Regions from separate parts of the Mus musculus genome. Here all the other regions are linked to region 1. The links are chromatin contacts, called in public HiChIP or PLAC-seq, Micro-C and promoter capture Hi-C maps. All regions are on one chromosome and are shown on one strand. Each heading gives the region's core, a stretch centred on a gene start, on an enhancer-like site or on the middle of the called end of the contact. The rest is flanking DNA. Distances are from core to core; before and after follow the strand shown.

Evidence for each region. Promoter capture Hi-C pulls out the DNA fragments that hold promoters and counts their contacts. Hi-C and Micro-C count contacts between places; a contact is called where the count stands out from the background. HiChIP or PLAC-seq counts read pairs in DNA pulled down with a chosen protein or histone mark.
Region 2: a Micro-C map of embryonic stem cells shows a contact between it and region 1, with 6 times the contacts expected there. The contact joins the promoter of B430319G15Rik here to the promoter of Dipk2a in region 1. A contact is called at or near these places in 8 of 39 promoter capture datasets (the 3T3-L1 cell line, 3T3-L1-derived adipocytes, cranial neural crest and 4 more), 7 of 484 Hi-C or Micro-C datasets (cardiomyocytes, cerebellum, embryonic stem cells and 3 more), 13 of 115 datasets of contacts at active chromatin or transcription factors (astrocytes, cardiomyocytes, craniofacial prominence and 9 more) and 1 of 9 other capture datasets (embryonic stem cells).
Region 3: a promoter capture Hi-C map of erythroid cells shows a contact between it and region 1, with 3 times the contacts expected there. The contact joins the promoter of Rnf7 here to the promoter of Dipk2a in region 1. A contact is called at or near these places in 2 of 39 promoter capture datasets (erythroid cells and pre-B cells).
Region 4: a contact with region 1 is called in an H3K4me3 HiChIP or PLAC-seq map of embryonic limb bud, with 6 times the contacts expected there. The contact joins the enhancer-like site here to the promoter of Dipk2a in region 1. A contact is called at or near these places in 3 of 39 promoter capture datasets (the 3T3-L1 cell line, the C10 cell line and hippocampal neurons), 1 of 484 Hi-C or Micro-C datasets (cerebellum) and 3 of 115 datasets of contacts at active chromatin or transcription factors (astrocytes, embryonic hindbrain and embryonic limb bud).
Region 5: a promoter capture Hi-C map of erythroid cells shows a contact between it and region 1, with 17 times the contacts expected there. The contact joins the promoter of Atp1b3 here to the promoter of Dipk2a in region 1.
Region 6: a contact with region 1 is called in a promoter capture Hi-C map of hippocampal neurons, with 17 times the contacts expected there. The contact joins the enhancer-like site here to the promoter of Dipk2a in region 1. A contact is called at or near these places in 3 of 39 promoter capture datasets (the C10 cell line, cranial neural crest and hippocampal neurons) and 10 of 115 datasets of contacts at active chromatin or transcription factors (the 230-238 cell line, astrocytes, craniofacial prominence and 7 more).
Region 7: a contact with region 1 is called in a promoter capture Hi-C map of hippocampal neurons, with 36 times the contacts expected there. The contact joins the enhancer-like site here to the promoter of Dipk2a in region 1. A contact is called at or near these places in 3 of 39 promoter capture datasets (the 3T3-L1 cell line, frontonasal cranial neural crest and hippocampal neurons), 14 of 484 Hi-C or Micro-C datasets (the STO cell line, adipose-derived mesenchymal stem cells, cerebral cortex and 7 more) and 10 of 115 datasets of contacts at active chromatin or transcription factors (SST interneurons, astrocytes, cardiomyocytes and 7 more).

Annotation. Positions count from the first base shown.
Region 1 is chr9:94,536,193-94,539,376 of GRCm38.p6, reverse strand. Dipk2a (divergent protein kinase domain 2A) reads left to right here and starts at 1,296. Exons shown (of 3, transcript NM_001033145.2): 1 at 1,296-2,158. The coding sequence starts at 1,502.
Region 2 is chr9:92,541,013-92,544,453 of GRCm38.p6, reverse strand. B430319G15Rik (RIKEN cDNA B430319G15 gene) reads left to right here and starts at 1,585. Exons shown (of 1, transcript NR_029474.1): 1 at 1,585-3,441. It overlaps Plod2 (procollagen lysine, 2-oxoglutarate 5-dioxygenase 2), which reads right to left and starts at 2,231. Exons shown (of 19, transcript NM_011961.3): 1 at 1,886-2,231. The coding sequence starts at 1,994.
Region 3 is chr9:96,476,872-96,480,277 of GRCm38.p6, reverse strand. It overlaps Rnf7 (ring finger protein 7), which reads left to right and starts at 1,603. Exons shown (of 3, transcript NM_011279.3): 1 at 1,603-1,870. The coding sequence starts at 1,696.
Region 4 is chr9:92,596,396-92,599,781 of GRCm38.p6, reverse strand. Plod2 (procollagen lysine, 2-oxoglutarate 5-dioxygenase 2) reads right to left here. Exons shown (of 19, transcript NM_011961.3): 11 at 3,342-3,386; 12 at 1,069-1,194. Among named protein-coding and RNA genes, the nearest start is that of B430319G15Rik, 55 kb to the right of the region's middle. Within about 2 kb of position 1,896, at least 29 of the 459 cell types and tissues checked have an H3K27ac peak or open chromatin away from gene starts, as enhancers often do. A contact at or near this core is called in embryonic limb bud, where this site is marked.
Region 5 is chr9:96,362,394-96,365,730 of GRCm38.p6, reverse strand. It overlaps Atp1b3 (ATPase, Na+/K+ transporting, beta 3 polypeptide), which reads left to right and starts at 1,300. Exons shown (of 7, transcript NM_007502.5): 1 at 1,300-1,685. The coding sequence starts at 1,577.
Region 6 is chr9:92,929,043-92,932,167 of GRCm38.p6, reverse strand. No RefSeq gene overlaps it. Among named protein-coding and RNA genes, the nearest start is that of 1700034K08Rik, 75 kb to the left of the region's middle. Within about 2 kb of position 1,402, at least 55 of the 459 cell types and tissues checked have an H3K27ac peak or open chromatin away from gene starts, as enhancers often do. A contact at or near this core is called in the 230-238 cell line, embryonic forebrain, forebrain and 2 more, where this site is marked.
Region 7 is chr9:92,898,121-92,901,401 of GRCm38.p6, reverse strand. No RefSeq gene overlaps it. Among named protein-coding and RNA genes, the nearest start is that of 1700034K08Rik, 110 kb to the left of the region's middle. Within about 2 kb of position 1,516, at least 7 of the 459 cell types and tissues checked have an H3K27ac peak or open chromatin away from gene starts, as enhancers often do. A contact at or near this core is called in hippocampal neurons and ventral hippocampal neurons, where this site is marked.

The DNA of each region.
Region 1 (3,184 bases), core at 47-2,546:
AGCGAGTCCTCATGCTACAATCAAATACAGAAAATTCGGGAAAGTGATTCACGATCTTGTATAGATAAGTCTCACTGTCTCAGTAGTTACTCTTTGCATACCCGTTACTACTTACTATGATTTTCCTGTTTGACCTCTAAAAATCAGCGCAGTAAAAGTATATTTAACAGCGACCAGGAATTAGCTAGCTATCCACTCGACCAACAATCACAGGAGTGCTAAAAGTTAAAGAAAAAAAAAGTATTCTAATAGAACATATTTTGAAGTTACTGCTGAAGATCCCAGACCTTCTAAAACTTAACCCCACGCGCGTTAGGCCAGGTTATTTCCGCAGTCTGCTGTTAGGAGCTGGTTAGACCGCACAGGTGCGGCACCTGACGGCCTGGCTCCCTGGGGTCATCGCCACAGCAACGCGTCCTGGCCGCAAGGCAGGCCTGGGCCCAGCCTGTGAAGCATGGGGGAACCGGGCTCCTCGGGGACCCGGCGGGCGGCGCCGGTGAGGAAGGACCTCATCCCGCCAGTGCTCACTCAGCGAAACCGTAACTCAGCCTCCGCAGATACATCGCCAGCCCTGCAGCGGCATTCCGGTCCCTAACCGCTGGCCCACTGTCTGCCCGCAGGCCCTACGGCGGCACAAAGCGCGCGACCCAGAGGTCCCGCCAGTCAAAAGAACAAGCGCGCGCCACACCATATAAGGCCCGGAGCGGGCGGCCAGGCCCCGCCCCCAGGACCTGGCCCGGCCCCACTCCAGCCCCGCCCCCAGGCTTCGGCCCCACCTCCTCCCGCTCCCAGGATGGGCCTCTCTGCTCCCGCTTGCCTCCGCCCTCTCCCTTCCAATGACCTTCCCACAAAGGCCTCCGGGGCGCCTGTGTAGCCCGACAGTCACCCCAGAGTAGCCGTTACTGAAGGTCTCCGGTGGCGGAGCTGGCGAGCTCCGCCCTCCCGGGCGCGCCCTCCACCCACCCTCTCCACCGCCTCCCCGCGAGCTCGCGCTGACGCTTCCCGGGGGCGCGCTCGCCCCGCCCCCGGCCCCGCCCCTCGCTCTCGGGCGTGCCCGCGCGTGGGGGCCCCGCCGCATCCTCTCCTCCCCTCCTCGCACCGTAGCTTCTCGAGTGTGAGGCGTCCGGGACTCCTCACTCGCCCCCGCGCGCGCTGCTCGCCCGGGACCCAGCAAGGCGCAGCTCAAGCGTCCCGGGCGGGAGTGCGCGTGCGCGCGACCGCGGCTCCCGCGCTCCCTCCTCCCCCCCCCCCTCCCCGCGCCTCTATAACTTGGCGGGCAAGGAGGCGGCGCCCGCGGAGTCGGAGGGCGGGGAGCTCGGAGGAGGGCACCGGGAGTTGTGGAGACAGCCGATCGGGAAGTCGCCGCGCTCGGCCGGCGCAGCCCGTCCTCGGGTTCCTTCGCTGCCGCCCTCCGTCTGCGCCGCGGGCCTCGGCGCCGTGGGGCGGCCCGGCGGGGTGCGCTCGCCCGCCCCGGCCCCGGCCGCTGCCGCGCGCGGGCGGGATGTGGCGCCTGGTGCCCCTGAAGCTGGGCCGCCTGTCCCGTGCACTGAAGCTGGCGGCGCTCGGCAGCCTGTTGGTGCTGATGCTGCTGCACTCGCCGTCGCTGCTCGCCTCCTGGCAGCGCAACGAGCTCGCCGACCGGCGCTTCCTGCAGCTCAATAAGTGCCCGGCGTGCTTCGGCACGAGCTGGTGCCGCCGTTTCCTCAACGGCCAGGTGGGCTTCGAGACGTGGGGCCGCCTGCGCCTGCTGGACTTCCTCAACGTGAAGAACGTGTACTTCGCGCAGTACGGCGAGCCCCGCGAGGGCGGCCGCCGGCGCGTGGTGCTCAAGCGCCTGGGTTCGCAGCGCGAGCTGGCGCAGCTCGACCAGAGCATCTGCAAGCGGGCCACCGGCCGGCCGCGCTGCGACCTGCTCCAGGCCATGCCCCGCACCGAGTTCGCGCGTCTCAACGGCGACGTGCGGCTGCTCACGCCGGAGGCGGTGGAGGGTTGGTCGGACCTGGTGCACTGCCCCTCGCAGCGCCTGCTGGACCGCCTGGTGCGCCGCTACGCGGAGACCAAGGACTCGGGCAGTTTCCTGCTGCGTAACCTCAAGGACTCCGAGCGCATGCAGCTGCTGCTCACCCTGGCCTTCAACCCCGAGCCGCTGGTGCTACAGGTAGGCGCGGGCGCGGGGCTCTTCGACGCCAGAGGGAGTGCGTCCCCAACTCTCCCAAAATGCCTCTTCGCGAGTTTCCTTCCGCCCTCCCGCTCGTCCCAGTCTGGATGCCAGTGTCAGTGCGATAGCGAGCCCTTGTACCTCTTTCCGAGGACTTGGGCACCCTGGGCACACGTCCTTTGCTGTCCCGCCTGGCTAGCCTAACTTCCCCGAGTCTGTCTTTGTTTTATTTCTTAGATCATCTCCCTGTTAGTCAATCAGCTAGTTCTGGGACCAGGTGGGAAAGATGAGATCAGAGAGTGGGGTGGTGGTAAAGTGAAGGGAGCTAATTCGTGACTCGTGCTTTGCGTGGAATTAGAAGCTAGGAAATGGGGGAAAGAGTTAGATTTGGGCTGGGAAGGCTAAAGGCCAAGACGGACTTTTGCATCCTGATGCTGTGGCCTGCCCTAGTCATATGGTAATCCGGTTAAGGAAGGAATTAAAGTGTTTTTTTTTTTTTTTTTTAGGTTGGAGCTAGGATCTAAGGAAAAGGGTTTTGGCCTCTAGCCCAACTGACTTATTTGCTTTTTCTTGACTTCATTTCGAAAATAAACGTGCCTTTTAGGAGGATAGAATGGAATCGTTTTACTGGTGGCGGCAAGAAGAAAATAGATAAGAGAAAGGAATCCGGTTTATTTTTGGAGTAATTTGTTTCAAACACCCCCCCCCCCCCCGCTAAAGTGCTGTGCCCTTGGGCAGCGATTGTCCAGTAGGTGTGTGATCTCTCTTGGCTGCAAGAAAAGTTACCAGTTCTAAACGTCAAGTGCTAGGGAAAGTGAGTTTAAATTAACCACAAGTAATTGATTGTATAGTTCACGCCCTTTCTCCGCTAAGAATGTCACTAATGGCTAGAGGGTTTGGACCTTGTTTCTGTTGTTGATTAAAGTATGAATAGGAATGTACTCTATTGGTGGCTTTTTTTTTCTTTCAAGTTTTCTGCGTCTTAGTCAAGAGAAATCAGCCTTGATTAGTTCAGCCAAGCATCCT
Region 2 (3,441 bases), core at 336-2,835, 2.0 Mb after region 1:
GTCTCAGGAGTCATCCCTCGGGTACCAGCCACCACCTCTTTTTGACACAGGATCTCATTAGCCAAGCAAGCTTTGCCAAGCAGGCTACACTAGGTAGCCAGTCAGCTCCAGGGATCTGCCTACAGTCTATTTCATCCTCAATGGGGTTATAAGCACAGGCCACCAGGCCTAGCTATTAAGTAGACCCTGGGGATCCAGAACTCAGGTCCTCACACTTTTGGTACAAGTACTTTACTAACTGAGCCATCTCCCCAGCTCTGAATATTCTTTTTACTGACCAGCTGGAACACATTGACAAATAATGGGGGGGGGGGGGGTTGTCACAGGTGATCTGCACTCTTGAAAGCCCACTCATCTAGACAACTTAGACCTGAAAGATTATTTATGTAGTAATATCCATGTAGTAATTTCCAGTTATACTACTTCAGGGATAAAACTTACCACAGCTGATAATAAATCTGACCAAATAACCAAACAATGCATCTTTTGCATCTATTAGCTTACCACAGAACATGTGAAACCATCTATCTGTGTGTGTAACCAGAATGGCTACTCCTCACTTGGCTCCATTAATGCAGAAACATTTCCAACATTTAGCTCATAACTGAACTCTGGGCCCACCTACCACCACAGAAACCATGTCTCAGATATTAACCATAGGCTTTATATGAAAAACATTCGTATCTCAAATCCCCTGCCTTAGATATTACAATCCCTTAAAATTTAACATCCAATTCCATGAAATGTAAAAGCTTGCACAGGGAAGTTTTTGTTGTTTTTTTTGTTTGTTTGGGTTTTTTGTTTTGTTTTGTTTTGTTTGTTTGTTTGTTTTTAACCTCAAATTTAAAGGTAGCAGCCTGGCATGGATATACTCTGTAAACAAGTGAGAAGTCGCATCGAGGTGGCATAAAATAGACAGAAGCTGAAGCCAAACTCTAAAATTAGCAAATCCTGGCGGTTATTTTTACTTATCAATAAAAGCTTTTGGTGTTTTAACAAAGACCGTTTTCAGAGTAAAGTCTTATATTCTGTCTCTATTCTCATTTATCTGTGTGATTTTTCTAGTACTATGCTGAAAGAAATACCTTTGATATGAGATAAAAGTTACTTCAAAATCAGAATACTCATACAGGTTCAGATTTCCCTGTGACTGCAGCCAACAAAGCGAGCACTGTTCCACAGAACCAGGTGCTTCTGAGTCCTTAAGTTTCACCTATTGCGCCATGAGAAAGACAAAAACCGATGGTTACAGGGTCCAACTGGACTTGTGCCAAGTGTTACCCTCTGAATTGGAATTCCAAGGTAGAAATGTTTGCTCCTCGCCTTAGTTTCCAGAGGAAAAGAATCTAATTAGTTACTATAGAATGCAAAATTAGCGCATCCACCCACTCATCACCAGAGTGCATCGGGTCATTTAAACGCAAGGCTCAGTTCCAGGGAGCTGAGCCCAGGGCCCAGAAGTAGAAAGGACCAAAGAACTCCCCTGCGCGATACAGCAGCGCTGCAAGTCCCGTTGAGACAAATAGGCGGCGGGGCTCTCCTCTGGCTGAACCCAGAAAGTTTTGTTCACACGAACTTGCCTCCAACTACTAGCTTTAGCTCAGCTTCCGAACACCGGCCAGGGCCAGGGCTCAGGGACGCCCCAAAGTGTAACGGAAGGAGGAGTGGGTGGGAGCACACTGGGTCCGATCGTAGCCGGGTCCCGAGCGCTGCGTGTAGACAGAGGCAGGATGGCAAGCTGCTTCCCGGGGCGCAGGAAAGGAGGTCCCTGCCAATCTCAAAGCAGGGAGCCCCGCGGCTAGGTCCCGCAGGGATGGAGCAAGCAAAGAGGAAACATGCCCAGTTCTCTCTAGACCGCCGGTGGAAACCAGCAAGCAGAGCTCACCTGCAGGGATGCGCCCGGGCGTCTCCTCCGCCACGCCCAGGCCGGCCGCCCAGGAGAGCAGGGCGAGCATGGGCATCAGCCGCCCCGGCCTCGCTCCGCGGTCCCCCATCCGCCCCTGAACCCGGGAGCCGAAGGCCTGTGGCGAGGACTTCTCGCGAGACGCTGAGACCCCGAAGAGCGCAGGACCAGACGTGAGCCCGGGGCTGGAGCGGAGGGCGGACTGGGAGGACTGCGTGGGTACCGAAGAGCACGGAGAGGATTGAGCGGACTTCGGCGGAGTCCGAGCGCAAGGAGCGGACGACGGAACCGGAGGCGCCCGCGGCGCGGGCTTAAGAGCAGCCAAGGAGGGCGGGGCCAGGGCCGGGGGCGGGGCGCTGCTCCGGGACCCCGCGTCCCGGGCTATCCCGGCTGCACCCCCACCCTCCGAGTCGCCTACGCCTACGTGCACCGCCTCACGCCGGGGCTCCAGGGAGCTTGCTTGTGGAACGTGCGCCCCTCTGCTCTCCCGGGGTTCCAGAAGCTTCCTCGGCACGCCCTGGCTAGACCTTCTTTCTCTACTGAACCCGGCGCTCCCGGAGGTGAGTGGTGACTGCGAGGGCTTCAGTCTGCTTGGCTGAGTAGGCGCTTGTCACACTCCCAGCTGTTCCTTCTGAACTTCGCCATCACCGTGTCAAGGAAGGCCATGCTTTGATTTTAGTCTGTAAACAGAAACTTTTCATTGTCCGGTGAACATCTCTGCCGCTGCTGGTGCCAGGAGAGCCATAGACTCTTTCCAGTAATGAAGCTTGTAAACCCGACGGAGTCCAAGCCCAGCTTGGGCAACCTGAGGCTGTGCTTTAACAAGATCGCCCTGCCAGGCACATGGAAAATTACTTCCGAAGATGTAGAGGAGCCATTCCTGGTCTCCTGGGAGCTACCTCCACTGCTTTGGGTTTTGATTAGTATGTCTATGCAAAGTCATTTGTCCTCTGGTTTTTACACTTTTAGTCCCAGGATTTAAACTGAGTTGTGCAGGGGTGAAAGTTTTGACAACTTTGTCTCACACACTCCGTGTATGCTTAAAAATGAAGAAAGAATCAAATTGACCGCGTTCAAGAAGCTCGTAGTTAAATCTTCCTGCAATGGGAGGAGAAAGGAAATACTCGTTCTAAGTCTGATTTTTTAAAGTTAAAATTACTCAAAGTTTATGATCACAGGTTTTGTAAAATTGGCATAAATTCAAGAGGAATACTAGCTAGCAGATTGAAAGCAGGTGGGAAAATGTGTAAATATTAGGAGTGTGACATTTAAAGGAAAAAATAATCATGAGACTGAGCCAGTCCTTGCTGTTTTGAAGGTCTTGGTGTGTCTGTCCTCCTCCCTCTTTTTAATAAAGGAAAATTGGGGAAACTTCAGACATGAGTAGAAATAGTCAAAGAAATGGAAACTGTGATTGCAGAAGAATGGAGTAAGGAAGAATGAAGTGAAACTTTTTTTTCTCTGAAGAGGGTCAGCTAAGAAGTGGATTCTTTTACAGTGTGGGTGGCAGGTGCAGCGTCATGAATCCAAGCAGGGGC
Region 3 (3,406 bases), core at 354-2,853, 1.9 Mb before region 1:
TAGGCACTTCTCAGTCCTCTCCTCACCCACCTCCATGCCCACATCTACCCTCCCAGCACATTTGGGACTTCTGTGGCCTGGACCATGGTCCCGATGTATAAACCAAAATAATTAATGTAAACTAAAATAACTGAAGAAGGCACAAGTCAAAAGTAACTTTCATGTTACGTCTGGAAAAAAAAATCACCATGTTCTGTCAGAAATGAACGTTTCAAGATTGTTCTGTCATCTGACTTTCATGTGAGTTGTGGTCTTTGTGGGGTTTGCCTTTAGAAACACCGTATCCCTGAGCTGCGACACCAAGAGACTCTGAGGCATGCGCCGGAATTTGGTCCTGCACGAATAAAGGACTCGTACTTTTTTGTTTGTTTTTGTTTTTCGAGACAAGGCTTCTCTGTGTAGCCTTGGTTGCCCGAAACTTGATTTGTAGACCAGGCTGGCCTTATAACTCACAAGGATCCACCTGCTGCTGTCTCCCAAGTGCTCAGAGTAAGGTGTGCACGGCCACTGCCCCATATACTTCTAATTGGCTTAACCGGTAAGGATGGACACCACCACCCCCGTTGGTAAGAGTAGCCTGAAGGATGGCGGTGGACGTGAGCTGAGCACGAGGCAGGAACATTTGTTTTGCTTTTTCATCCAAGCTTTCCTTCAATGCTGGCCAAGTGATCTGAGACAAAGCCTGGTGGGAGGGACCTAACCACAGTCCCAGGGGCCCACTGCCTGGCCCTTCCCTGGCTGGCTCACTCTGCTTTCTCCCCAGCACACATTTGCTTAAGCATTGCGTTCTTGCCCTTCTGCTTACCTATTCTCTGTCACCTGAGAACAATAACAAACAAACAAACAAACAAACAAATGTAGTGTCTGGAGGGATGACTCAGTGGTTAAAACCATGGTCTGTTCTTCCAAACGACCGGGGTTCAATCCTCAGCACCTCCATGGCAGATCACAACTGTCTGTAACTCCAGGTCCTTTCCAAGGAATCTGACACCTCACAGCAATGCACATAAAATAAAGTTTAAAAAAACATATATTTTGTTTGTTTGCTTGCTTGCTTGCTTGCTTGCTTGTTGCGAGACAGGGTTTCTCTGTATAGCCCTGGCTGTCCTGGAACGCACTTTGTAACCAGGCTGGCCTTGAACTCAGAAATCCGCCTGCCTCTGCCTCCCGAGTGCTGGGATTAAAGGTGTGAGCTACCACGCCCGGCTGCCGAAAAACCAAAAATAAATAAATAAATAAATAAATAAATAAATAAATAAATAAATAAATAAATGAATCTGAATTCAAGGCCAACCATTTTGTAAGATACGGAGGTTACAGTGATGAGAATTCTGTCCCTACTCTTGATAGTTTTACATTTGGGAGAAAGGAGACAAATGAAGACAGGGACGATGTGATTTCTGAGACTCCCCCGAGTTTAATACAATGTAACTCCAGACAATGCTCGCTTACTGACCCGGGCCTGCCCTACAGCAACTGGCCTTTGGCCACTTTAGCAAGCGCTGGGGTTCTCTGTACAGGCCTTGCCCAGCCCCTCGTGACGTCACTGGCGCGCGCCATCCAATCATCGCCGTCTGGCTCCGCCCGCCCGCCCGTGCCTGCGGGAGGCTCCGTGGCGTGTGTTGTGGCCCCGCTGAGCCACCGTACCTCCCGCCTCCGCGCCCAACGTCCGCGTCGCCGTTCTGCGCCGCCGCCATGGCCGACGTGGAGGACGGCGAGGAACCCTGCGTCCTTTCTTCGCACTCCGGGAGCGCAGGCTCCAAGTCGGGAGGCGACAAGATGTTCTCTCTCAAGAAGTGGAACGCGGTAGCCATGTGGAGCTGGGACGTTGAGTGCGATACCTGTGCCATCTGCAGGGTCCAGGTGATGGGTAAGCGATGCAGGCGAAGCCGGGACCGCGAGCTGGGCCGAGCCGGCGAGTGCTGGGCCGGGCCGGGCCGCCAGACACGGGATGGTTCCTATGGGGGCGGGGGGGAGGGGGCGTGACCGGGATACCCGAGGGGAACCTCCGGCCCTGCGGCCAGCAAATCTCCCAGCGGATCCCTCGCGTAGATCTGAGGGTTGGGATGTTCGTCTTTGAGATGCTCTCACGTTCCTCAGGATTAGAGCTTGCCCATTTAGCCGAGGTTGGCTTAGAACCCAGGAGGGCGCACCTCCCAAAAACTGGAAATTGCGAGCCTGCGCCACTATACGGATTCTGTCTCATAACCGAAATGAGGCTCAGTGACCGGAGAGATGTTTCCACAGTTAAGAGCACAAGCTTGTTCTTAACAGAGAACCCGGGTTCGATTTTCCACACCCACATGGCAACTCACCACCCTCTAACTCCTGTTCCAATAACTCCAGCACCCCATTATGGCCCTTGAGGGCATTAGGCACATTTGGTATGCAAACCCAGATGCAGGTAGCATAAACATAAAATTTTAGATTACTGTGAGGTTGCTTTACAGGGCGACTGGGGAGTAGTTGAAATAGATTTCTGCAGTTTGAAAATGTGCGCGTTTCTTGGCTTTGAGACTTTAAACGTAGCATCAAGAGATTCCACAGTCTATTCTTTGTCTTTGGACTTGCTTCATCAGGGCTCCCAAACTTTACTTTTTACATTTAATTGTAGACCCAGACACTAGTTTCTATGTAGAATCTGATTTGACTAAAACACTAAAATCCAGCTGTTCCACCCCTCATCCTTGCTTAGGAGCTGGGCAGTGATTTCCATTTTAGGGTTGAGTGTGGTTGCGAATGTCTGAAATGCCAGCACTCGGGAGGCTGAGGCATGGGGGCAGAGGCAGCACAAGCTTTGCTTAGAAATTTTATTCTGGCCAGGTGTGGTGATATCTTTAAACTTAGTACTCGAGAAGCAAAGATAAACAGATCTCTGTGCGCCTTAGGCCAGCCTGGTCTACACAACCAAGGCTAAGTAGTGGGACCCCATCTTAAAAACAAATAATGAATAAATCTTTTTTGTTTGTTTTGGTTTTTTCGAGACAGGGTTTCTCTGTGTAGCCCTGGCTGTCCTGGAACTCACTTTGTAGACCAGGCTGGCCTCCAACTCAGAAATCCACCTGCCTCTGCCTCCCGAGTGCTGAAATTAAAGGGGTCCACCACCACGCCCGCTTTTTTTTTTTAAATCATCATCATCATTATTTTATTACCCTGTTGTTAATGGTGCATTCTTTAATCCCAGCACTTGGGAGCCATAGGCAGGTGGGTCTCTTGAGTTCCATGACAACCTGATCTAACAGCAAATTCCAGGATAGCCAGTACTACACAAGAAACCCTGTCTTTAAAAACAACAAAATTTACTTAGAGTTGTGGTGGGGGCGGACACATAGAAGAACTCTGTGTGTGTGTGTGTGTGTGTGTGTGTGTGTGTGTGTGTGTGTGTGTGTGAGTGTGAGTGTGACAT
Region 4 (3,386 bases), core at 647-3,146, 1.9 Mb after region 1:
CAACACGAAGGCACTCTTCTGCACTTGATGACCTTCATTTCCATCAAATCCATGGATAGCACCAAATATATGACTTATATGTCATTTTACACTTAATAAAAGTAACTGAAACAGAGTTGACTTAGTACTGATCCCTTACCTACCATGCTATCAGATAACAAAAACTTTATCACACTGGTATCTTTCAGATGAAAATCTTCTAAGTCAACCTTTACCTTCAGAAGGAAAACGTCTTGCCACAGCTACAATTTTCCCAAGGAAAATATGAGTTATTTAATCTAAGGGCACCTCCTTTTAGAAGTCAGAGTATATTCCCCATTTAAACTGAGCTGATGAGTTTGATAATTAAGACGAGGCACTTAGGACTCAGGCAATGCTAGCCTACAATCTGGGGAAAAAAAGAGCGACATTCTTGCCTAGCATTTCCGTAACAAAAACTCTTTTGATGCTTGACAGACTAATTTTTTTTTAATTTTAGCAAATGTCAGCTATCATTTAGAAAGTATATATTACTTGTACATTTGTACTCTATAGCGTCTGTATTTTTTGAATCCTCTAAAAGATGACAATTGAATGTCAGTGGTTTCTTACCTTTTTATGTACACATTAGATCTTACACACAGAGATGACAAATTAAAAGCTACCACCAGCTCCAACAAAATCACCTCATGAAATTGCGAATGTGTGGAAGTTCTGGTTTTCTGCATTATTATTTCTGTATTTATAAATTTTAAAGACAATGAAGACAAGTTTTATTAGAGCTATTAAATGACCTAGATAAACTAAATTCTTGTCCAACTTTAGGAAAGAGTTCTACTCCTCTCTACCACTGGATGTGTACACATGACAACCAAGTATTATCATACAACAATGAAGTTGTCCTATTAGTCATGTAGATTCCTTTCGATCTTAAAAAATAAAAAAAGTTTTTATGTAACTGTAAGTGATCTCCAAGTTCTCAAATGTATCCTAAGCAAAATGAAGACAGATAAAGATGTTTTTAAAGTAATATTAGTAAGATCATATTGTCACTATATTGTATATGAAATGATTCATCAGGCAACTCACACTCTGTTCCCCTGAACAATATCCACGTAATCTTCAGAGCGAGCATAGTACCCATCAGGACTCAGTGCTCCCCAAAAGTTGGACCACAACTTTCCATGACGTGTCACAAGAGGAGCAATGATTTTCCTAGGACAGAAAACCCACAGTGTTATTAACTTTTAAATATTCATTGGAGTTGTGTATTTTGCAAGACATATAACATGGTGAAGTTCATTTAACATATTATAACAACACATACATATAGACACATATGTAATACACAAATAAATATTAGTCTCTTCGTCTTTTCTTCAATAGATACACAAAATTTTCAGTTATGTTAATTAAAAAAGAAAAAATGGAACATTTATTGAAAATGCTAACAAAATACTAAAATAACTTTTTAACAGCATGTTAGTTACATTGAAGAGAGTAAAACTAAATTGTTTCCTTGTGTTTAAATTAAATTCTAGTTTAACTGGCAAACTGAACACTCTCTACAACATTAAGGTAGCCAATGAATATTTGTTGAACAAAAAACAAAATACGCAGATGGGCCGAGACACTGATGAGTCAAGGTTCCTAAAACAAACCCTAATCACTTTACCATCTGTCTCCGGGATTTTAGGGCTTTTAAAACTGGGTTATAGTTGTAAGCTGGCCTAACAGCAACGGATACGTCAGCCTTCACTTCAGAAAACAAAACAGAGACGCTTGCCTGGAACTCAAAGTCCCTTAGGAAACTAGAGTTTAAATGTAATTGCTAACGCGTTGTGCTGAGACGGGACTTTGAGTGGCCTGCAATGCATCAACTTCAGAGAAGGTTATAAAAGCAGGGAGACCTTGACACTCTTTTCCTCTTGCCCCTCCTCTCCTCAGAACATTCCGAAGAATGTTACGAAGCAGCAGGCAGCCCTGAAGAAGCCCTGCTCCTGACGCTGAACCACCCAGTGTACACGTCCACAAGAGTCAAATAATAAGCTTACTCTTTATAGCTTACCCTGTTGGTGGCCTTTTGTTATAGCCATAGCAAACACAGTAAGACACTGTGACAATATTCTGCCTTAACAGCTATTTGGAAAGTGGTACCTTTGAGACAAACACAGTACCAAGCATTTGCACTACACAAACTGCCATAAAATTAACTCATCTGTGCTGGTTAGTTTTAACTCTCAACACAACAAAACTTAGCATCACCAAGGAAGAGAGAGTCTTAAAGAAAAAAAATTTTCATAGAACTATAGTTCTAAAATCAGGTATTTCCAATAATCTGATCATTCCACAGCGAGCTGTAGTTGTACCTCCCGTTGTGCTGATTGTTCCTGACTCTAATTGAAATGGAAATTAAAAAAAAAAAAAACTTCTAGATCGGGTTGGCCAATGGGCATCTCTCACGGTGTTTTAATTGTTTACTGAGGTGCGATGACTCAGTCTATTGTGGGCGGTACCATTCCCTACACAGGGGATCCTGGGTAGGAACAAAAGAGAGAAAAACTAGCTGAGAATAAGCAACCAATTATCTAAGAGCAATTATACTCTCTGCTCTTAACTGTCGATGTGACAATTTAAATTCCAACCTTGACTTGTGCTGACTCAAGTTATGACTACATGTGCTGAGTCATGTTATGCAGCAAAAGGAGCATGTCTCCAAATACAGGATGGGCTGATGCAGCATAGCAGACTCCCTATGTGTAACAGTCAAGTCATGCTGACATTTCAATTTTATTGTGAGGAACAATTATTAACGCACACACACAGCACAAATGTGCGCCATGAGGACCAGAGAATAAATAGCAACAGACTCAGTAGTAGCTGTATTATAACAGGTAGGATTAAGACCCTTGTATCCGCAATGCCTTTATTCGATTTCAATTCGAGTCAGCAGAAATTAGTACAACAGAAAATGCAACTACAGCGCGCTGTGGAATGATTGGAGTATTGGAAAATTTGGATTTTAGAACTACAACTCTACGGAATAACTGATGAGATTTAGGAAAGTCTACATTTAAAATATCTATAAATGATAAAAATTAGAAAATTTACTAGTATTGGATATCTTAATAACACAATTAAATGTTGCTTATATAAAAATAGACCAAATGCCTTTAAACAACCACTTTTTGACTGTAAATACTATTAAACACTTTTGGCTCTACGACTGCTAACAGAATATTTAGTACAGGGAACTTAAAGAGTACAGAAGAAAGTTGAATGTGACCTACCTCGAATTATTACAGTTAGATAGTATGCCCTCACAACTGTGGGCAATTACCTTATGACTAATTAATTCATACCTGTTTTGTTCAATCAAAAATTTTAAAGTTCTTGGGTTTGTCAAA
Region 5 (3,337 bases), core at 51-2,550, 1.8 Mb before region 1:
AGAGAAACCCTGTCTTGGAAAACAAACAAATAACTGGAGGGCGGAGGATGTAGTTCAGTTGGTGACATGCTTGTCATGTGCATGGTCCTTGGTTCCCTCCTCTCCCAATAACCCTAACCCCAGAAAAACAACAGTTGAAAACAAACAAAAATCCCCTGTAAATCAGGCATGGTAGCACATGCCTGTGATCTCAGTACCCAGGAAGTCGAGGCAGGAGGACAAGAGTGTGGGATACACAATGTCAAGTCAGCTGAAGCTACACAGCAAGATTCTGTCACAAACAAAACCAAACTGGATTTTGGATAGTCATAAACGTATGGGTGGGCGTGGTTAATGAAATTATTGCAAACAAAATGGGATTGCATTTATTCATTCATTATTGCTATTTAACAGAGGTTATTTAACATCTCTTTTCCGGAAACAAAAACAAAAAATCAAAATAACCTCACCTTCTGTTCAAACTTCCATTTTGAGTCTTTTAAAATCCCATTTATGGTGTTTCAGAATTTCAGAATGCAGCCTGAATTCCTGGCTCCGCCTAGGCGTAGCGGCCACCAGTGGCAAAGAAAACACCAGCCGAGTGGTTCAGGCATCTATCCCTAACTCTAACAACCTTAACCTTGTACTCCATCAAGTATTGTAGTTAACAATTGGAGTGACCGAGCCAGAAAAGAAAAAAAAAAAAAAAAGCAAGGCTTTAGTGAGCGGAAATCTTGGGAAAATATTTATATTGATTTCATTGATATGCTCGACTGAATCTGGAGAAAAAGTATACTGTACTCCATTTGGTTAACGATAGCATATTTAGAATAAAACTGCCATGACCCTCAGGCAACCCAAAAGCAGCTAGTCCACACTAGACGCTACAAACGCTGCCCGAGGCCCTGCAGCAGGTGCCGTTTAAAGACGTCACAGAGCCCCAAGGAGAACGCGCCACGGCGTATTGCAGAAGGCTCCGGGGCCAAGTATGTGCTCCAGGCTTTGACCACTAAGTCTCAGGCTGGGCTTCCACTAAGCCCAGCCACGGCCTGGGCTTCCAGTGGAGAGCGCTGTAGCCTCCTACGCCCACCTTCCTCGGGCCACCACCCTGCCGGTCAGTGTGCCCGGCAGACTTCCGCCCGCAGCCCCGCCGCGCTGGCTTCCTCGCACCTGGGCGGGGGCTACAGGGGCAAGTAGCCCGGCTGGGGCGTGGCTTGGCTGGGGGCGTGGCTCTGGCGTCAAGGGCGGACCTTGGAGATGTGGGCGTGGCGTGTTGTCGGGGGCGGGGTCATCCGGGCGGCTCTGGGCCTTTGGGCCGCGCCCAGCCGGGCGGGAGGCAGCGGCCGCGGTGCGCGCCAGCGGCGCGGGGATTGGCTGCGGCGGGCGGAGACGTCAGGCTCCCGGGGCCCCTGCGGCCGCCCGGCGCGGCGCGGCGCAGTCGGCTCTAGTGGTCTCGTAACGAAGAGTTGTTCCCGGCCGTGCCGTCCTCCGCTGTTGTCGCTGGGCTGCGCCGCCGCCGTCGCCAGGACGCGCCGCCGAGCCCCTCGTCGCCTCCAGCCCCGCGGCCTCCGTTCACCTCGACTTCCACACGCCCATCATGACGAAGACTGAGAAGAAATCCTTCCACCAGAGCCTGGCCGAGTGGAAGCTGTTCATCTACAACCCGAGCAGCGGAGAGTTTCTGGGGCGCACCTCCAAGAGCTGGGGTGAGCGCGCGGCGGGGCGGGCGGCGCGGCGGACGGCCCCATTCATTGCGGGCGGCCCGGCGGTCCGGCTCCGAGGCTGGGCGGCCGCTTGGCCAGCCCGAGCGGGGCACACGTGCTGCCGGTTCCCGCCGCGAGCGGCGCCGGAAGCGGGACCGGCCGGCCGGGCCGGGCCTCCTTTGTAGGGCGCGCGCCCTGGAGGCGCGGGCCGCGCGGACTGGGGAAGCCGGACCTGCCCCTCGCCTGCCTGGGGAGAGGAAATTTCCACTGCCCGCTATCTTGTGACTCGGCGGCGCTGCCACCCAGACGGCCGGGACAGTGCGGGCGAGCTCCGGGCGTGTGTGGGTTGCAGGGACGTGTGACGGGGAGTTAATCACTGGGGCACATTGTCCGCGAAAAAGCACTTGAATTCCGACTGAGAAAGGCCGGCTCCGAGAGGGCTTCTTCCTCCTCCTCCTTCTCCTCCTCCTCGGAGATCACAGCGCTTTTCTGCCTTGCAGATTTTGCTTTGGGGAAAGACGGTCCTATTAAACACCCCCTCCTCCCGTACCTTCAAAACATCCGAGTGGTGGTTGAATGTTAACAGATTTTCTCTGTGCGAACTCATTGTTTTAAAACGAAATAGTGAATCCGAGTTGATCGGTCTTCTGGGTTTTGTGCTGCTTTTAAGGTGAGGGGTCAAAAAAAATGTTAGTGAAGGTGGACAAGTGTATTCCATTTATTGCCTTTCTATTTAGACAATTTTACCTTTTTGAAATCCTTTTTTAAGAGTATTTTGTTAATGGGTAAGGACAGATTTTTTTTTTTCCATTCTGAGTAAGAATGGATTTTTAGAGCTGAGAGCCGTTGGGGCATGGCATTTTTAAGAGAAGCATTGAAGACCATAAGTGAGATATGGCTCACAAAATGACTTGTTCACTGAAGTGAGCTCCTCTAGGGTGCAAGGCTCTTTGACACTCTATCACAAGCTGAAAGGAGCCATGGAAGGTTTGGGGGGTTTTGTTTTGTTTTCTTAAATTCCAACCTCTAGTTCAGAAATGAAACCCAGAGGTTGTGATTCTTTGTAAAATTACATATTCCATGGGGCCAAGAAAAGAGCCCAGTCTCCTTTAATCCCAGTCCAGTGGTTGTATTATTTTACGTATGCCTTGCCTGACTGCCCAGTAATCATGCACAATTTTTATTTAAATTGCTGTCTTTTCTTGAGAGCTCTGTATGTGCTCAAGAAATAAATCTTCCACCGCGGTTAAAGGGAGAAGGATGAAGATAATTGCTTGTTTCCAGAGAGCACTTTGAACTGAAGAGATTTTTGGGTGGTGGAGAGAGGTTCATTTTTGTAAGCTGCCTTTTGCCTTTCTCTCTTGCCTTCTCACTTCTAGAGTCCATTATCTTTACTTCGACGGTAGGGCTTCTCCTGCAGGATCTTCCTGTGGCCTCGACTGACCTCTGATTAACTAATTGTTGGTGGCCCTCTTGCCTCAGTCACTTACATGAGTGGACCATCATGGCAGCTCCAACAGTGCTGTTTTAACCTTTGTGTTAGGATATAGGTTTCCTTGGTAATATGCATTTAAGCAGAGAACCTGTACAAAGTGGGAGTAAGGATAAAGTTGAGGTTAGCCTAGGAAGAACTAAGCAAGACCTCTTTATAGAAT
Region 6 (3,125 bases), core at 153-2,652, 1.6 Mb after region 1:
GCTCTAATCATAAGCTGGTGGAAACATAGGCAGTCTGTAAGCTCAGATTCATATCAACGCTGCTTCATAAATAATGTTTCTTATCTCCAGGTACGGAAGAGATGTTTGACCTGTGTCATGTGGTGATCAGAAAAGCCTTTCTAAGAGTTTTCAGTTTGTTTTCTTTTCAGTGGAAAGGCAGGGAGTATGACTGTCTTGCCTCTACAGATTTGTTCTTGTTTGTTTTTGTTTTTGTTTTTGTTTTTGAATGCCAAGGGGCTACATCCTGGGGTACAGCATCATATTCACAAGCATTGACACTGTCTACAAGTTAGAAGTGTATGCCTGTATACACAGACTGTGTACACAGACTTTCAGACCATATCATGCAACTTTTACCTCTTCGATAAAAGTTAGCTAAGTACAAGAACACATTATTTTTAATTCTATAATTAAAATAACTAATTTATATATTTTATATTTATATGTGTTTTTAATGTGAATGCATGTTAATGTGCACCATGTGTATTCTTGATGCTCATGGAGGCCTGAAGAAGGCCCTGATTTATGGGGCCCTGGATTTACAGATGGTTAAAAGCCATCATGTGACTGCTGAACCTACTGAACCCCAATCCTATACTAAAACAAGTGCTCCAAACCAGTAGTAAGCCATCTCTCCAGACACCCTATCTTTTCCCCAAATCTTTTCTATTGTATAAATATGCCATGTAAAATTCTATTTCTTGTTCATTAAATAACTATCACAAAATAACGTGAATGCACAATAATAGAATCTTTCTTTATATGAGCGATTTGGCATGTTTTTCACTGTATCAAAATTGTTCCAGCATATGAACTTGTAAGGGTCGTTTTCTTATCTCTCAGAACCTTTCCTCATTAGGAGCTATTCTCAGAAGAATTGCAAGAAAATTGCAATCCAAAAATGCAAGACTCCAGTCTCAGTCTTCTTTTAAAGTCTGTGTCAGTTTTGTAAATATGTAGATGTCAAAGACAAATTTGATAATACAATAAAGGTCGAGTAGTGAAAGAAATTCAGGATGGCAGAAGCTTTCCAGCTTTGTAGCCAAATGCTTTCCTTTAAGGAAACCGTTACTTTTTGACCCGAAAAGCAAAGCTTTCTTGAAAATCAGTAGCTTGGAAGCATGGTGGTAATGGAAATACTTTTCTAATAGCTCCGATTACTTTTGTTTTGCAAGGTTTGTGGTCTAAATGTGTTTCCCACTCACACACCTTACCGTGCCAGCTATGCTCCCTGGAGGGACATTGTCTTTTCTAGAGACTTATGTGGTCTGAGTGCGGAGGAGGATGCGCACCTGCTGCTTAACAGTGTAGTTAATACTCAGCCTCCAGACAGGGAGCAGCCAAGCTTCCCCTTGCACTAGGTGAGTCCAGCAGCTGTCTGCAGCACTGTTTCTTCTGGGTAAATTTGCATCAAAATGCTTAGTCCACAGGGAGCCCAGCTTTCACTCTCAGCTCACTGCCCAAGGAAAACAGCCATTATGCTCATTTCCGAGCCTTTCAAGGCAGAACAAAAGGCAAAGGAAGGGGAAGAAAAGCGAAAGCTACCATCACAGGGAGAGCCCATCCAAGAGGGAGCCCACTAAAAAGGAACACAATTCTTGCTTCAGGCAGTCCTTACTTGAAAATGGATTAGTATGAAATAATTATTGTGCATTATTATTTTTCTCATTTATTTTTTTCATCAGAAAAAAAATTCTTGTATTCACAGATGGTTTGGTGGGGGAGGGGAAACAGTCCTGTCTGCTTCTGCTACTTACGAAATACATTCTATTGCCTTCTTTTCACTGAACTATTTGTTTTGAATTATCTAATAAAGGGGAATTTAAGGAGTTTGGGATTCTTTGTAAAAAAAGAAAAAAAAAACATATACACTTCAAAGCTGAAAATTTCACTCTGCCATTCACATATAAACAACCAGGAATAACATTTCTTTTACTTGTAGACAAAGCACTTCCCTCCAACAAGGGTTAGTCACACACACCTGAACTCATTCTCCCAAGTAAAGAAAAAGAAACAGTACTTACTCTAAACCAGGGTGCAACTGTGCTAGGCTGTCTTTGCATTGTAAAAATTTAAAAATAATCCTGTTTAAATGATACCAACCAGAGTCTCTGATATCTATATTTAATACCTCTCTACATACAATGAGTCTCACCTGCTTTCACCATTTACAAAGCCGTACCACATTTCCTTGGCTTGCCTTTATTAAGAATCCCAGTGGAGCAAGAAGGGAAGGTCAGTTTCCCTTCTGGTATAACCGCTCAGAAAACTTCCATCCATTGACCCCACTGTCCCTGGGATCCGGGTCCACACACTCTTAGGTCTTTAATCTTGTAATCTCCACTGAAAGAATTCCAATTAGTGGCAGAGTGCCATGTGGAAGACAGGACAGGACATAACCCTGTTCAAACGACTGACATCTCTTCAGATAGACAATTCCAGAAAGTCACTTAATGGGACTGTTGTTTTCTAGGTTGCAAACTGAGTGAGGGAAGCCAGCTATAATGTCTGCCAAGCCTGTTGGGCCAGGACAAAGCCCTCAAAAGCCGTTCTCAACTTGAGAGTATGCCCTAGTTTATCTTAATGAACTCTACCTGTCTTCCAGATGGAATTCTTTCAGTGGAGATCACAAGCATTAGAGACATTAAGAGTGTGGATCAAGCCTCCAGGAACAGTGGAGTGAAGGAGTAGATATTTTCTAAGCTGATGTTCTAGGAGTCAGGGAAACTTACCTGTCCAACTTGAAGCCAGGACAGGGGGATGAGACAGATCTTTCCAAATGGCATAAGCTGCTGATACTCGTCATATGTAGAGAGTTATTAAATATGGATATGAGAGTCTGAGGCTAACAGAATTTATACAGGATCATTTCAAAATTTTTATGATGCAAAAAATGGTCATACTTTGGTTACAGCAAACAGAGTTCCCTTTTCTTTGCTTGGGAGAATGTACTCAGAGATGTGTGTGACTAACATTTGTCCAGGGAAGTTTGACCCGTCCAGCAGGTCCAGTTATTCGAGGGTCTCAAGGGGACCTCCTCCTAAGAACCAAATGGGGGTTAGAGAGGGACGAGGGCCTTGTGCGAATAACGACACGGAGGCGTT
Region 7 (3,281 bases), core at 267-2,766, 1.6 Mb after region 1:
TTGCAGAACATTTATTTCTTGTTTCTTTCTAGGGACAGAAAATTCTTTAGACCTTTTCTCTTAGAAAGTTGGAACCTTAGCTAGGTGGAGTCTTTCCCTGTGGGTGCTCTTCTTTTCACTCCAATGGAGATCAGACTTCTCCTTAATTTTGCTTTCTCTCAGCACAGTCCTCGGATATGAAATTAAGTTTTCACTGTGCTTTTTCTCTTCAAATTGTAGTTTTGTATTTATTTTTGGCCCACTTGTTCTTTTTCATTGTAGATCTGCAGACAGTGATTACTAGTAATTCTGTGATAAAGTCTATAATAGGCTATTTTGAAATATCCTCAAGCAAAGAATTTAGCTGATTACTTTTTAAGTTTTCCTGAGGCAAACTCAAGACTAGAGCAGAAAGAAGCTACATTGTTTGTCAAATTATCTTAGGAATGGTCTCTATCACAGTGGCTAATATTATTCTTCTGTGAAAGTTCTTGAGTATGCATAGTTCTCATCACTACTTTTTTCCAAGATCCTAATAGGAAAGCCCATGAAATTCTGCTTACAGTGTTCAACAGTCTTTCTTCATAAATATATATAAAAATGGTCTAATTCTTACTTCAGCATGATCAACAAATTTTCAGGACGCATTATTGGATCACAATGTCTAGAAATCAGATTTCCGAGGACAGTGTTTCTTCTCCTTCTCTGTGCCATCTTACCAACAAGTCTAGGGAAAACCTTGAGTCCTGAAACTGCCCATAATTTTACTGAATAAGCTTCCCACTTTAATTTGGACATTGGGCCTTTCTGTGCAGGTGGAGTTTTTGCCAACATTTTAGGTAAGATGTATATTCTGATTTTTCAGATGTATGCCTTTTTATGTGGGGTGAACATTTCTGAACTAATCAACTGGAAAACACTACATAAGTTGATTATCAGCTTAATGATATTGTTTTCTCTCTTCTTTGTTTGAAGAGATATCCACTAATCTCAGCATATCAAGATTCATAAATACAAATAAGATATCTACATTTTGAGAAATTATTTATTTTCTAAAGTATTTTCCTAAAATATTTATCATTTCTTGAGTTCATATTTTTCAAGGGAATAGTCTGCTTTCTCATTTTAAAATTATAGATTATTTTAAAGTCATAAAAGAGTGGGGGGTTGTTGCTTATTTTTTATTCTCAGTCTTATAGGATTACTTATATTTTCTTATCCTGCCTTATACTCAGAATTTCTATCAAGAAATATTTCTGCTCAAGTATATTTTATATATTTTAAGAAATAAAAAGACAACACAATGTTTTATGCACAGTCTAAATTCTCATCAGCAGTTGACATAGTGACAACAAGAAGGAGGGAAAGGGTGTGAGCAGAAGGTCTTTGTGACCTTACAGAGGTTTTTATCTTCCCTCCGGTCAATAGGGATAGCGCATCAAATAACACATTAGCATATAAAGCCATCTGCTTAGTATACAGTGCTGATGTGAGTTTTGATTTATGTAATCTGTTGGCCGTTTTCCTAGAATTTTCACAGTAGATAGAAATAGACTTTGTTTTCACATTGTCACTTCATGCTTAGCTCAAACAGCTAGGCGCAGTATTATATAAGCAGAATTTTAAAAAGTTTCAGGAAATTTAATGTCAATTACAAATGTGAAGGAATAGATCAACTTTAACAACAGATACATCAGAGCAAATGGTATATTCAGGTTTCCCAATTTTTTTTAGCCAGAGTGATTTGAATTTTTTGATTATTAATTTAATTTTAAATCCATTTCACGAGATATTTTTCAATAATATACCATTTATCACATCAAGTCTAGTATTTTATTTGAAATTTTACCCACCTCACTAACAGTTGATTGTGTACATCACACATTACTTTGAATAAATTTCATACACAAATCTCTTAAGTATTCTAACACCTGTATAAATGTTTATTTTTTAATTTTCACACATGGAGCTGCAAGATAACCATGGACTTATTTTAATATGCACTACCATGGATAGGAATTTAAGCTTTTATAGGAAACCCATGACATATAAAATTGAAATAAAAATTTAAAACAATAAAAATAAAAATAATGTATCTTTCTATGACTGATATGAGGAAGCTTATAATCTCCTTGCTCTGTTGATCATCCTCTGTTTATATTTCACTTATTCAATATTTTCTTTCTTCATCTTTTAGGCAAGTACTCGTTTTTCTAACATATGTTGCTGATTTTTATGGGTGTGCTTTTCATTTTCTTGAATAATTTTAAACCATAATTTTCAGTCTTTCTTACTTTTTAAAAATATGAGAATTGAGGCTGAAAGAGAGAAATGGCCTTCCAAAGGTCACACAGCCTGATTCTTCACACCTGGGATTCAAAATACCATGTTTCCCACAGGAAACCTTTCTGGTTCTATTGATTCACATTATTCAAACAACAAACTTCCCACCAAGTGCCTTTCTATTTGATACACACCACTCATGGCCATCAATTCACACTATGATAATCCAGTACTTTATGGAAAAAATAGAGAAATTTTACTGTGCTTAATTTGTGGTGTATTTTGGAAACAAGATTTATATTGGGTGTACAGCATTGAGAAATGGGACACTTCTACTTTTACTTAGATGTTTACTCATTGTAATTCTGAGAACTCCCCAAAAAAAAGAAAAATAAAAACTTTGGGAATAGAAAAGTCTCAGTTTCCTATGGGAGCTGATAAAGCTCCCCAGAAGCACCTACTGACAATGGGCTGTTAGCTACTAATGGCTCTGACAAAGGGAGGAGAAGCCCAGAGCTGAAACAGTTCCTGAAGTTTCCTCAAGACCTCACCAAATATAGTAAAACTAACATAGCAGCAAATCAGAAACCAATCCATGAAACCTTCACAGCACCCGCCAATGAAGTTTTAGATTACCTAAGCTTTGCTAAAAAAAAATTCCCCAGTTTCCTATAAAAGACTTGTGCCCCGTTGTCCAGGGTTGCCATTTTTGTTAAGTAGCTGATACCTACATGCAGGCTTCTTGCTTTGGGGAAATAAAAACACTCTTGCCTATTGCATACGTGAGTGGTGGTCTTTGTGTCTTGCTTTTGGACCTAACAATCCAAAAAACTTTCAAGTAATGGTAATGTTTATTTTATAAAATATAATTAATCCAAGTTTGTAAAATCGGTAACTGTATTTTCTGGAAAGGAAGCTAACTTTCAAAGGCGAAGGCTATGGTAACACACTGTAGAACTCTGTCATTTCACTATCAGAAACATAAAGCTGCTGGTTGTAACAGTAACTCCTTGTAGTGT